2 separate regions of the Hordeum vulgare genome follow, and region 2 is linked to region 1. Evidence: chromatin contacts called from public Hi-C data. All regions are on one chromosome and are shown on one strand. The core of a region is the stretch at or near the end of the contact, and the rest is flanking DNA. Distances in the headings are between cores, read along the strand shown. Region 1 has its middle 150 kb from the start of LOC123443561. Region 2 holds the start of LOC123443561.

Evidence for each region. A called contact is a pair of places that touch in the nucleus more often than the background predicts.
Region 2: a contact with region 1 is called in a Hi-C map of seedling, with 4 times the contacts expected there. The contact joins the promoter of LOC123443561 here to the enhancer-like site in region 1. A contact is called at or near these places in 1 of 6 Hi-C or Micro-C datasets (seedling) and 1 of 1 datasets of contacts at active chromatin or transcription factors (embryo).

The regions. Positions count from the first base shown.
Region 1 is chr3H:222,464,737-222,471,092 of MorexV3_pseudomolecules_assembly, reverse strand. No RefSeq gene overlaps it. Among protein-coding and RNA genes, the nearest start is that of LOC123443561, 150 kb to the left of the region's middle. Within about 2 kb of position 3,027, at least 2 of the 3 cell types and tissues checked have open chromatin away from gene starts, as enhancers often do. A contact at or near this core is called in seedling, where this site is marked.
Region 2 is chr3H:222,611,949-222,618,304 of MorexV3_pseudomolecules_assembly, reverse strand. It overlaps LOC123443561, which reads left to right and starts at 3,774. Exons shown (of 3, transcript XM_045119982.1): 1 at 3,774-4,353; 2 at 4,590-4,643; 3 at 5,184-5,639. The coding sequence starts at 3,856. The coding sequence ends at 5,210.

The sequences.
Region 1 (6,356 bases), core at 1,778-4,277:
CATCGTAGACATGCATTGAGATTGCAGAAAAAAAATCAAACGCATACATACACACCATATTGCCCCCACCGGCTTGAAGTGTGTGTGGGTTGGGCATACTATGGGTCATGAACCTACGTACGGGGATGTCGGAATCGGGGCTCCGCAGAGCCAAAAAGGTTCGAACTTCAAGGTGCACTCGTCCTCATGCCCTATTCTACCTCTCGACTTCACTGTGACTCTCAGGAGGCTTGATCTAAGTAAAGTGAACGGGAAGGCTCCTACTTCAGTCCACCTTGTGGTGTTAAACCCTACTCCGGCTTGTATAGATTGCTTGAGGTGGAAGACATGTACGAAGGTGGGTTGTTGCGCTTGTCGAAAAGAATGAGTGTGCTGTCCGTGAAATGGAGGTCGGGCCTTGCTTTTATACGGGCCTTGGTCCTCTTCCCCAAAAACACAACTGGCAGGAAGGGTTGTGTCGGGGATATACCCCGCAGTGTAACCCGACTTGGAGTATGAACCGCTAAAGGACTTGGCGATTCACCGGCGACTCAGCAGTGACCTGGCGGGCAACTCATACTTGTCCCCACAGGCGACTTAGATAAATGACGAAGGCCCAAGACCCAGCGTGCACCCTGGCATAAGGCGACTCATAGAGAGGCCAGGAGGGCCGACTCACAAGAGAAGGCCCAAGAAGAGGAAAGACTCCCACAAGAAGGAAACAAGACCCAGATTAGGATTCAAGAGAGACTAGTCCTATTCCTACTTCCAGTAGGACTATACATGTAAACTTACCTCTTCCACCTATATAAGGAGGGGTAAGGCACCCCAAGAGGGAGAAGATTCACAACTTAGGTCTAGAGAAGACAAATCATGGGATAGACAGATTAGACACCCACGAGATTAGAGGTGGCGAGTCCGCACCCTTGTAATCAAGATCATCATCTCCATCAATGGAACACAAGCAGGACGTAGGCTTTTACCGCCATCGGAGGGGCCGAACCTGGGTAAACTCGCGTCTCTCGATTCCGACCAACCCCTTCAAGCCGCCACATGGTTGCGATGGCCTCACACCTAAAGTTCTCTCATGAGGACATCTGCCGTGACAAAATCACGACAGTTGACGCCCACCGTGGGGCCAGCGCACGGTGGAATTGTGTTCTTGAAGGGATCTCATCTAGGCATTGAGACGCTTCTGACCCGTCGTATCCGCAAGAAGCCGGCACGGAAGAATCTCCATCGGCTTCAAATTCATTGGTCAAGTTTGGAAAAATTTCAACATCGGCTTAAATAGTATCAGACAAAAAAAAGAATTAGGGTTGCCCGCCTGTGCGGCACCACAAGTCGTCGAGTCAAGACGTTCCAGAATTTCCGCCGCGAAGTTCGACTTATGCGGCGACCGAGCCCGACCCTGCTAGCATCAAGTCCGCATACATGTGAGGAAAAGAAAACAACAGACTTTGTCCAAGCGAGAGACCAGATCTGAGGAAAAGAAGAGCCCAGGCTCAAAAACCGAGGCATGTGCAGTATTTGTGCTTGCATGCACGCAACAAGGTGATCAAATAGAAAATAAATGGACTTGTGGTAGGCTGGCCACGACCCGGAGGAGAAAAAAGGTTTGACCTCGATGCACCGGCCCTGACCCGGAAACCTCAACAACCTCCGCGTACGTTGCAAACCGAAACCGCCGTTTGCAGTTTCGGCAGGTTGCAGTCCGTCTCCGCCTCGCTCGTCCATCGCCACAAATCAACCTGATGTCAAAGTCAACCCCGCCTCGCTCGTCTCTGTAGCTGGATGGATGCGTGGGTGCGTGCACAATTTGCTCAGCGGGTTGATGGATGGATGTGTGGATTATTGCGAGCAATGGATGTTTTTCTGCTCCGGTGGTGCGTGATGGATGGGTGTGTGGATTATTTATGAAGACGATGGATGGCTCGTGTGTGATGGATTGCTCTATGACTGCCTTTGTCGAGACGGATGCGGACTCTCCGCCCACATCGCTGGTTTCACCTCGAGTTACCTGGTGGCCGTGGCCACACCTGCGAGCTGACTCGCTGCCTCGGCCGGCTTTGCCACGCCACGCACGCCGCCGCCGTCCATGTTGCCGACTTTGCCTTCGCTGCTTCGTGTTTGAGTCATCGTGCTGCCGGCCTCCGCCGCCTCGCGTTTGAGCCATCATGACCTCGCTTCGCCCGACCTCCGTTGGCCACGCCATGAGACGCCATGGCACCGGCATCTGCCCCACGCTTTGAGCGGCCACATCGCCATCCACCATCATCGTGCGTCAAGTCGGCCCGCTTCGCAGCGCGTTGAGCCGCCGGGTCATCATCCATCATCGCCGTGCGACCGAATCGACTCGCTCCGCCGTGGTTTTGAGCCGTTGCGTCACCATCCGCTATCGCCGCAGGACCGAGTCGCCTCGCTCCGCCGCATCGCCCTCCACCATCACCGCGCCCGGAGCCGTCGTCGCGACGGCCTGCGCCGAGCATCCAGTCGCAGTCGCCCCGTTGCGCCTTTTTTCCTGCTGCCGTATATTCAAGCCAGAGAGCCCTACTGCGCCTGCGGCCATGGAGGAACCAACCATATGCCTATCCGTCACATGCACGTCAAAAGAAGGAGAGAAGGATTCATCCACTCACAAGCCAGCCAGAGGTCAATCCATCCGTACTCGCGCCACACACATATCCATCCAATCACCCTGCCTCGTTGCATCTACCATCACACATCAACCAGCCAAGCCTCTGCGTTGAGTCGGCCAAACTCTGAGCCGCCGTTTCCATGGCCCGCCGTCGTGAGTCGTTCTTCCCGTCATGGATGCGTCTCCGAGCTGCCGTGGGCCACCTTGAGCGCTCCAGCCGTCGCGCGTTGATCCGCCCAGCTGCCTCGATTGCCTCGCTTCAAGTCGCACGTTGCCAATAAGCTGTTGTTGGATTCCCGTCGCTGAGCCGCCGTGTTTTCAGTCACAGTCTTCACTTCCGAGCAGCCATGGCCCACTGTTTCCACCTCCTTGTCGCTTCAGTTCCAAGTTGCTCCCATACTGCGCCAACAGGGCTTTGTCCGCCTCACCTGGCTACGTTGAGGGGCCATTCAATTGGGTTATGCACGCCAAGACAATACCAGAATGAGTATAACAATCAGCGGGTGTATACTGTAGCCCAAAGACTACTGGAGATCCGGCAGAAAGATCAGGTGCTATCCACATTATTTATTTTATCAATATATTTTTTGAGGATAACTACGTTGTCCTATGATATTTCTTCTACGCAGGACAATTATTCATTACAAAGTGGCGTCATATTACGAGTAGGGAACTCGTGTCAATCAACGCCACGGGCGACTCCATCCGTGTCAGCTTACAAACGTCATGGGCGAGTCACTGTCCGCGCCGACTTATAATGATGCGGCCAATTCTCATGTCTGCGCGACCAAGACGGTTTACAATGACGCGGCCAATTCTCACGTCCGCGCGACCAAGACGGTTTACAATGACGCGGCCAACTCTCACGTCCGCATGATCAAAGGCGATTTACAATGTCGTGGCCGATTCTCGAGTCCATGCCAAAATGCCACACAACTCTCGCATTCAAGACGCCGCCCTCACGGCCCGGATTATGTCCACTATCGGTGCAGTGCTCGCCTGTACGAGCCGCCCAAGAGACAGACGCAAGTCGTCGCCCCCCATGGTCCGGATTATGTCAACCGTCGGTGCAGTGCTCGCCTGTACGAGCCGCCCAAGAGACAGACGCAAGTCGCGGCCCCCATGGTCCGGTTTATGTCAACCGTCGGTGCAGTGCTCGCCTGTACGAGCCGCCCAAAAGACATACGCAAGTCGCCGCCCCCATGGTCCGGTTTATATCAACATGTCAGTGCAGTGCTCTCCTGTACGAGCCGCCCAACAGATGGATGCAAGTCGCCGCCCTCACGCCCGGATTACATCAACCTGTCGGTGCAGTGCTCGCCTGTACGAGCCGCCCAACAGAAGGAGGCAAGTTGCCGCCCTCACGGCTTGAATTATATCAACCTGCCGATACAGTGCTCACTTATATGAACCGCCCAACAGACGCGCGCAACCATCAAGCATTATACCGGCTTGTGTCAAAATCAAGTATGGAGACTCTCAAGCCGCCTCCTTGAGTCGACTTAAGACTCGGGGGCTATATGGACATGGCTCGGCAGACTCAACTCAGATGAATAATTCAAGAACCCCAGGTCATTACAGGGAAATTAGGCTGCTCTCGGGGGTTGAAGCCTCATCGACAAAATCATTATCTTGGGTGGCGCTTGAGCTTTCTGACTCGCCCCATCCTGTCGCGACCTTATGAGACGACAAAACCATCATCTTAGGGTGGCGCTTGAGCTTTCTGACTCGCCACATCCTGTCGCGACCTTATGAGCCGACAAAACCATCATCTTAGGGTGGCGCTTGAGCTTTCTGACTCGCCCCATCCTGTCGCGACCTTATGAGCCGACAAAACCATTATCTTGGGTGGCGCTTGAGCTTTCTGACTTGCCCCATCCTGTCGCGACCTTATGAGCTGACAAAACCATCATCTTAGGGTGGTGCTTGAGCTTTCAGACTCGCCCCATCATGTCGCGACCTTATGAGCCGACGAAACCATTATCTTGGGTGGCGCTTGAGCTTTCTGACTCGCCCCATCCTGTCGCGACCTTACGAGACGACAAAACCATCATCCTAGGGTGGACCTTGAGCTTTCTGACTCGCCCCATCCTGTCGCGACCTCATGAGCCGATGAAACCATCATCTTAGGGTGGCGCTTGAGCTTTCTGACTCGCCCCATCCTGTCGCGACCTTATGAGCCGACGAAACCATCATCTTAGGGTGGCGCTTGAGCTTTCTGACTAGCCCCATCCTGTCGCGACCTTATGAGCCGACGAAACCATCATCTTACGGTGGCGCTTGAGCTTTCTGACTCGCCCCATCCTGTCATGGCCTTATGAGCTGACGAAACCATCATCTTAGGGTGGCGCTTGAGCTTTCGGACACGCCCCATCCTGTCGCGACCTTATGATCCGACGAAACCTGCATTTTAGGGTGTGTGCTCGAGCCTTCTGACTCGCCTCATCCTGTAGCAACCTTATGAGCCGACGAAACCTGCATTTTAGGGTTTGTGCTCGAGCTTTCGGACTCGCCTCATCCTGTTGCGACCTTATGAGCCGACGAAACCTACATTTAGTGTGTGTGCTCGAGCTTTCTGACTCGCCTCATCCTGTCGCGACCTTATGAGCCGACAAAACCTGCATTTAGGGTGTGTGCTCGAGCTTTCTGACTCGCCTCATCCTCTCGCGACCTTATGAGCCGACGAAACCTGCATTTTAGGGTGTGTGCTCGAGCTTTCTGACTCGCCTGATTCTGTCGTGACCTTATGAGCCGACGAAACCTGCATTTTAGGGTGTGTGCTCGAGCTTTCTGACTCGCCTCATTCTGTCGCGACCTTTTGAGCCGACGAAACCTGCATTTTAGGGTGTGTGCTCGAGCTTTCTGACTCGCCTCATCCTGTCGCGACCTTATGAGCCGACGAAACCTGCATTTTAGGGTGTGTGCTCAAGCTTCCTGACTCGCCTCATCCTGTCGCGACCTTATGAGCCGACGAAACCTGCATTTTAGGGTGTGTGCTCGAGCTTTGTGACTCGCCCCATCCTGTCGCCCCCTTATGAGCCGACGAAACCATCATATTAGGGTGGCGCTTGAGCTTTCTGACTCGCCCCATCCTGTCACGACCTTATGAGCCGACAAAACCATCATCCTAGGGTGCACGCTTGAGCTATTCTGACTCGCCCCATCCTGTCGCGACCTTATGAGCCGACGAAATCATTCTTGGGTGGCGCTTGAGCTTTCTAACTCGCCCCATCCTGTCGCGACCTGATGAGCCGACGAAATTGCTATTTTTTACCTTCCTGGCACTACCACAAGGTTTCACAGTTTTATGGGACTCACCGTGACTCACTCAGCCGGCCGCTGTGACTCACTGAGTTGGCTTATTTAAAATAGCTTGATGCCATACTTATCATATCATATACATGCATCATATTGCATTGCATCATACATCATACATACATATCATTCCGGTCTTCAAACCGGGTCAAAGCATAAATTCTTGCAGGTGCAAATAAATCTTTGAATAGCCAATTTGGCTGGATTTTTATCATGGTTTATCATAACCAGTGTTAAATGATTGGGGGTTTTTAAAGCCAGCTCGGAAGAATTGACTATTGTCAAAGAGCCGTCCTATCACATATAATGCCGAGTCATCTAATTGACCGGCCCTTGGATTTCTTCAACTTGTGTTCTGTAGTAAACTACAACACTTATGGATTTCTCCGACATATGGATTTCTCAAGGATATATTTGCCGGGTT
Region 2 (6,356 bases), core at 2,525-5,024, 150 kb before region 1:
TCGGTATGCTATTGAGTATAGTTAACCATGATGTTGTCCAGAAGTTTGGTGGCCTCTCCTAGGGTCACCTCCATGAAGGTACCACGCGTGGCAGAATCTAGAAGATTTATGGATGCAAAGTTTAGTCGAGCATAGAAATTTTGAATAATCATCCATAAGTTTAAACCATGTGTAGGAAAATTCCTTATCATCAATTTCATTCTCTTCCAAGCTTGAGCATCTTGTTCATGTTCTTTCTGTTTAAAATTCATTATTCGATTTCTTAGGGAGATGATCTTAGCAGGAGGAAAATACTTGGCAATGAAAGAATCTTTACACTTATCCCATGTTCCAATGCTATTACATGGCAAAGATGAAAACCAAGCTTTTGCTTTATCTCAAAGAAAAATTAAATAATTTTAATTTCACAATATCATAATCATGCACATAAGACTCATATTATAAACCAAAGATAACTCAAATATTTATCATGAAAAATATAAACATAAACCCATAATTCATTGGATCCCAACAAATGCACCGTAAGAAGAGTTACATCATATGGATCAAAGCGAAGATGTGATGAACATTGTATTGAAGATCAAAGAGAGAGACTGCAATCCAGGTACTGGCTATTGACTCATAGGTCTATGGTGAACTACTCACACATCATCATAAGGACAACAAGGTTGATGAAGAAGCTCTCTGTGATCGATCCCCCCTCCAGTAGAGTGCCAGGACGAAGTTCTAGATGGCCTCCCGTCGGAACATAGACTTGCGGTGGCGTAAAAAAGTGTTTTGGGACCTCCCCCAAAGTTTTTAGGGTAGATGAGAAATTTTAGGCTAGAGAACGGAGTCGGGAGAGCCACGAGGGGGAACAAGCAATTACGGCACCCCCGGGCCATACCCTGTTGGCTTGTGGGGGGCTTGTGCACCCTCCTGCCTCGTTCCGATGCTCCACGATCTTGTTTTGGCCTAGAAAAATAAACAAAAATTTTCACGTCAATTGGACTTCATTTGGTAGCGAAACCTGAAAAGTGGAAAAACGCGCAGCAAACAACAACTGGCACTTCACTCGATCAATAGGTTATTGCTAAAAAATAATTTGAATTGGTAGATAAGTGCATAAAAAGTGTTCCAAAATGATAACATAATAACATGGAACAATCAAAAATTATAGATATGTTGGAGACGTATCAAGGAGCAGTTTGCACTGCCTCCTAATCACCAAAGGGGAAAAACTTGTCTCTGTCCGCTGGCATGACCCGTGTCTCCTCCTTCCAACGGACGTGTCACCCAAGTGACAGGGGCAAAGCCCAACGGCCTAGCGCTGTGTGCCAAGCTACACGGAGCCACCCCATGGGAGGGCACTTTTAGGCCCTTAAAGGGCCTGATTCCATGTGGGTTGGCCCACACGTTGTCTTCGAGGCTAGCGGTAGATGGGTCATGGTACCTTGGTTCCCACCGGACCGACAATCGCCCCAGGTCCATGGTGCGCACGCTCTCCGAGCGAAGCGCGAGATGGGGCGGACCAAAGTTGCGGGCTTCGATGGACTATCGGGCTAGGTTGTGTCCAGCATTAGCCACGACTGGATGGCACACGCCCACTCCCCCATGATGCCTCGAGAATCGCATGGTCGCCCTAAAATCGCTACGCGGGACCGTGAAAAGCACAACTTCTCCCTAGGTGCTTTTAGTAATTAATATCAACATATATCTCACTGGACTAACGATTCTATCTAGTATAGTTCAGGAAAAGTTCAATGATGAAATGCCTAAGGACTATGAGGAGAACCCCTAGATGCGAGGAACATCTATTGGCAACAAGCTTGAAGACTCTACATTTTATATTTTGTGAGAAATCACATTCGAGTCCATAGGAAAGCCAATACCATGAAAAATACTTTTAAAAGGGGATGAGGTGACTGTGATGATCTGGTCGCTCAAGTGCTTAGTGGTTAGCCACCAAAAACACTCATGAAATTCTCCGACAAATATTATGTCCAAACCAAAAAGTCAAATTCGATGCTACCAAGTTTCTCCATTTCGGCCCCACCCAGTTTACCCTATAACGATCGAGAGCCAAACCCTACAATCTAGATACTACCAAGTCGGGTTTCGATGCAACCAAAAATAGTGTCCAACGAACTGATGTTGATTTATTTAAAATAGGAATTCCCTATTTTAGCATATCGGGGTCACCGAGTTTGCAATCTGCCTACACCAGCCAAAATTGGACCGACCAAGATTCCTATATCATTCTCATCGAGACGCCAAAAGTTGCCACATTTTCACTAGTCGGGTGCAACCAAGTTTTTACTTCGGTTACACCTAGTTGGGCAATGATGTTGTAACGGTTGGATTTTTGGACATGATTATATATACCCCTCCACCAACCTCTATTCATAGAGGAAGCACTCAGAATGAACCAACACTTGCCCCATCAATTTTTCCGAGAGAGAGCCACCTACTCATGTATTGAGATCAAGATATTCCATTCCTGTCATATGGATCTTGATTTCCACCCAACCGATCACTTCTACCAAAGCCAAATCTGTGAGAGAGTGATTGAGTGTTGAGGAGACTATGTTTTGAAGCACAAGAGCGAGGAGTTCATCATACTACCACATCTATTACCTTTTGGAAAGTGGTGTCTCCTGGATTGGTTAGGAGTCGCTTGGGAGCCTCCGACTTGGTGTGGAGTTGAACCAAGAAGTTTGTAATGGTAAGGAGATCGCCTACTTCATGAATATCTACCCCGACTGAGGCTAGTCCTTCGTGGACGTAAGACATGGTGGTATAGAACATGTTGCTTCTTCGTGGACCCTTCATGGGTTGAGCCCTCCATGGACTGTCACGGATGTTAGCCTCCGTGGGTTGAAGTATCCATCAACGTGGACGTACGATAGCACCACCTATCAGAACCACGCCAAAAATCTCCGTGTCAATCTTTGCGTTTGATCTTCCTATCCATACTCCCTACTTACATTTTCATGAATTCACTTTTCGCTGCTATACTCTTAGACTTTCAAGTGTAGAGTGTGATTGACTTCCTACAATTGTTAAAGCTTGCCCAGAACTAAAATTGGTAGAAAACTCAGTTATTATTGGATCAAGTAGTCTAATAACCCCCTATAAACATTCTTCGGATCCTACAAATGGTATCCGAGCTTTGTTCTCCATTGCATTGGTTTCACAACCTACAAGAGTATGGAATCTAGTGAAGGAAATTACCACCATAGAGGTCCATATTTTGATGGTACAAACTTTGCTAGTTGGAAGCATAAAATGAAAATTCATATTCTTGATCATAACCCCGCCATTTGGGTTGTTGTTTGTGTTGGATTGCAAGGTGAATTCTTTGGTGATGGAAGGAAACCGGATCGTGAGGCATGCGACCGCGGAAGAATTAAAGATGTTGCAATACAATGTTGAGGCATGCGGCATTCTTTTCAACTGCCTATGCCTCGAAGAATTCAACACGATCAGTCGTCTTGAGAATGCATAGAAAATTTGGGATACTTTGGTTGATATGCATGAAGGTATCGAATCAGTGAGGTAATCTGTTGGATGTGCTTCAAAGCCAACTTGACACGTTCAAGATGAATGATGATGAAGGAGTGATATGTACTCTAGGCTTGCTGTCATCACAAATGAGATTACCGATTTAGAAAGCAAAAAAATGACCGAGAAATTCATAATCAAGAAAATCCTAAGATCCTCGGATGAAAACTACGACACAGTGTGCACATTGAATAAAATGATGCCAAACTATACCCCGTGCCGTCACCCAGCCTTCTACCGTCGCGCCACCACCCTCCCCTGCACCACCACCTCTGCCGTGTCGCCGCCACCTATCCCGCACCACCAATTCCGATGGGCCACCATGCCAACACCAACCCCGTGCCTCCGCACCACCGCACCACCGCCTCACCCATAACGCCATGCCACCACCTACCCGATGCCGCCGCGCCACTTTTCCCACCGATCTGGCGCACATGTTCCTCCCCCCTGCTTCGGTCTACCAACTCCTCCTCCCTGCGTTACCGCTACACCACCGGTCCCCAGCTGCTGCTGGTCGCCGCTGTCAGAGGAGGCCAACGGCAGGGGGGCGACCTCCCCCTTCCCTTCTCGGTGGATCCGTCGGCCATGGCCTTCGGCAACTCCTGTACGCATCGCCCTTACCTTTTCCTCCCCCATACTACGGGACCCGCAAGAAGCCTCGTCTCTTCCTCCTCCACGACCCGATCTCCTCCTAGGTTTTGCTCTCCACCACCGCGGAACGAGCCGGAAATAGCGGCACGACACCTCAGATCCGGCTTCCCCCTCCTCCAAGCCTGCCTCGTGGCCACCGAATCAGCGGCCATCGACGAGGTATCGATCCCCTTCCCCGCCCCCACTTTTTTTTTGCCTTGAACCGAAGATTCCATTTCCCCCAGATCTCGGTAGCCCGCCTATCCCTTTATCTGATCTACGTTCTCCTCGTGTTCCTAACATCCTTGGATGGTCTCCCTTCCCGGGAATTTTAATCTGTCGTCCCATCGAATCGATTTCTATGTGACTTTTCTTCTGGTTAATTCGTGGGATTTGACGTGCTAGTTCAGAAGCAGGTATCAAGGGGGCTTGTGATGCAGGAGGATAAGCCCGCAGAGAACAAGATCAAGGTAACTCTAGATCAAGCATTTGGTTGGATTATTTTCATTGTCGTTGAGTTGCAGTTTGCGGATGTACTAGTTTAGGACGACAAAATTTCTATATGTGTTTGTTGTGAGTGGTGCGGATTACTTTGACGGTCCAGTCAACTTATCAAAGGATATATGAATCATGCAACTGTTTATGTTTGCCTGCCTGTCTGCCTGCACAAATACATAAACATTGTTTTTGTTGGGATGCATTTGTGATATGTCATTATGGCCAAAATGCCCTGATTTTGAGAAACATATCCTTTACTTATTTTAAACTACTTCATATTCTATTGGAGTGTGACCTTACTTGTTGCCATCACATACTGCAATGATCACTCAAATTAGTTTACTCAGCAAAGACAGATTGTTCATGTTGCATTTTTTAGTGGATCGGTTGCAGCACGAGAAGGTTCATGCCATTGATGGATGTATTGTCTTGTCTTAAGTCTCACATAATTTGTTTGCTTTGTGTATTGTCTTGTCTTATGTCTCACATAATTTGTTCTTGTGATCCAGCAGCCTACAACGAGTCCAGGTCCGGTCTAAGATCCGGCGGGATCCCCACCACGTGCCATGCAAACCTCCGAAGCCGCAGTGGAGCAGCTCCACCATGGTGGTCGTGGCCATGCGCATGGATGCTAATTTTCCTCACCGCTGCCACAACCTCGTCGATTAGCCATCCCTTTGTCCTCCTCTTCCACCTCCCCTCTTCTATCACTGGAGTAGTACACGCGTGCAGATGTACACTGCGACTCGTGTGCAGTACAGATCGGGCATCACGCGGGGTTGTAGTATGGTGTGGTGGCGCTTCATGACACATCAATTTTTTTTGACTCATTTTGCAGTTGACTCGGTTGAGCGAGCGGTTCGGCGGGGCAGGTTCCATGCAGTGCATTTGTAGGTATCATGCAGTGCGGCATTTATGTTTGTGAAGTGTGCATGTTCTATCAAATGAAGCACCATTTGTTTGTGTAACCATTTTGAGGTTCATTAGCCTCAGCCATTGAGTTAATTCAATTTGTCTCGCGGCCCAGATTGGCGACAATTGCAACTCACAAAAACATGGGTCAGAGAACTCCAAAAAGGTTCATTTTATTGGGGAAAATAATGAAGCTCATTTGGACCCGTCTCACGGTGCACTTTTCTTTAGTGTGATGTGCATTCGCGAGGTCGAAGCATGTAAAAGGATTAAAATATAAAATAAGACAATAATAAACTCATGAGGTTCATTTTGGGTAGTTTCGTTGTACAAATTCGTCATTATCGCGGCTCGCTTACTCATAATTGAAAGTGCAGAAAAATTGTTTCTCATAATTGGAAGTGCAGAAAAATTGTTACGGAAACGACAAAGAAAAGTAATACAGTCGACTTCTCAATAGTGTTGTGTATCACTTACGCTTGATGTGAAGTGCGTGTTGTGGCTTACTTACCCTCGATGAGACATGTTGTCCGCTTTCTCGTTTGAAAAATTTACGTTCGACAAAATAACGCATGTAGTTCGCTTGCCTATATAATGTAGTGTGGTTTTTGGCTTGCCCATATAATGTAGTGTGGTTTTTGGTTTTACGAAGTACGTTCTTCTTCCTTATGTGGTTCACGCGTCGATTTTGGGGTCGCAAATAACAGAGTGTTCGCGTCGATTTTGGGGTCGCAAATAACAGAGTGTTCGTATATCGGTAATTTCAAAACTGC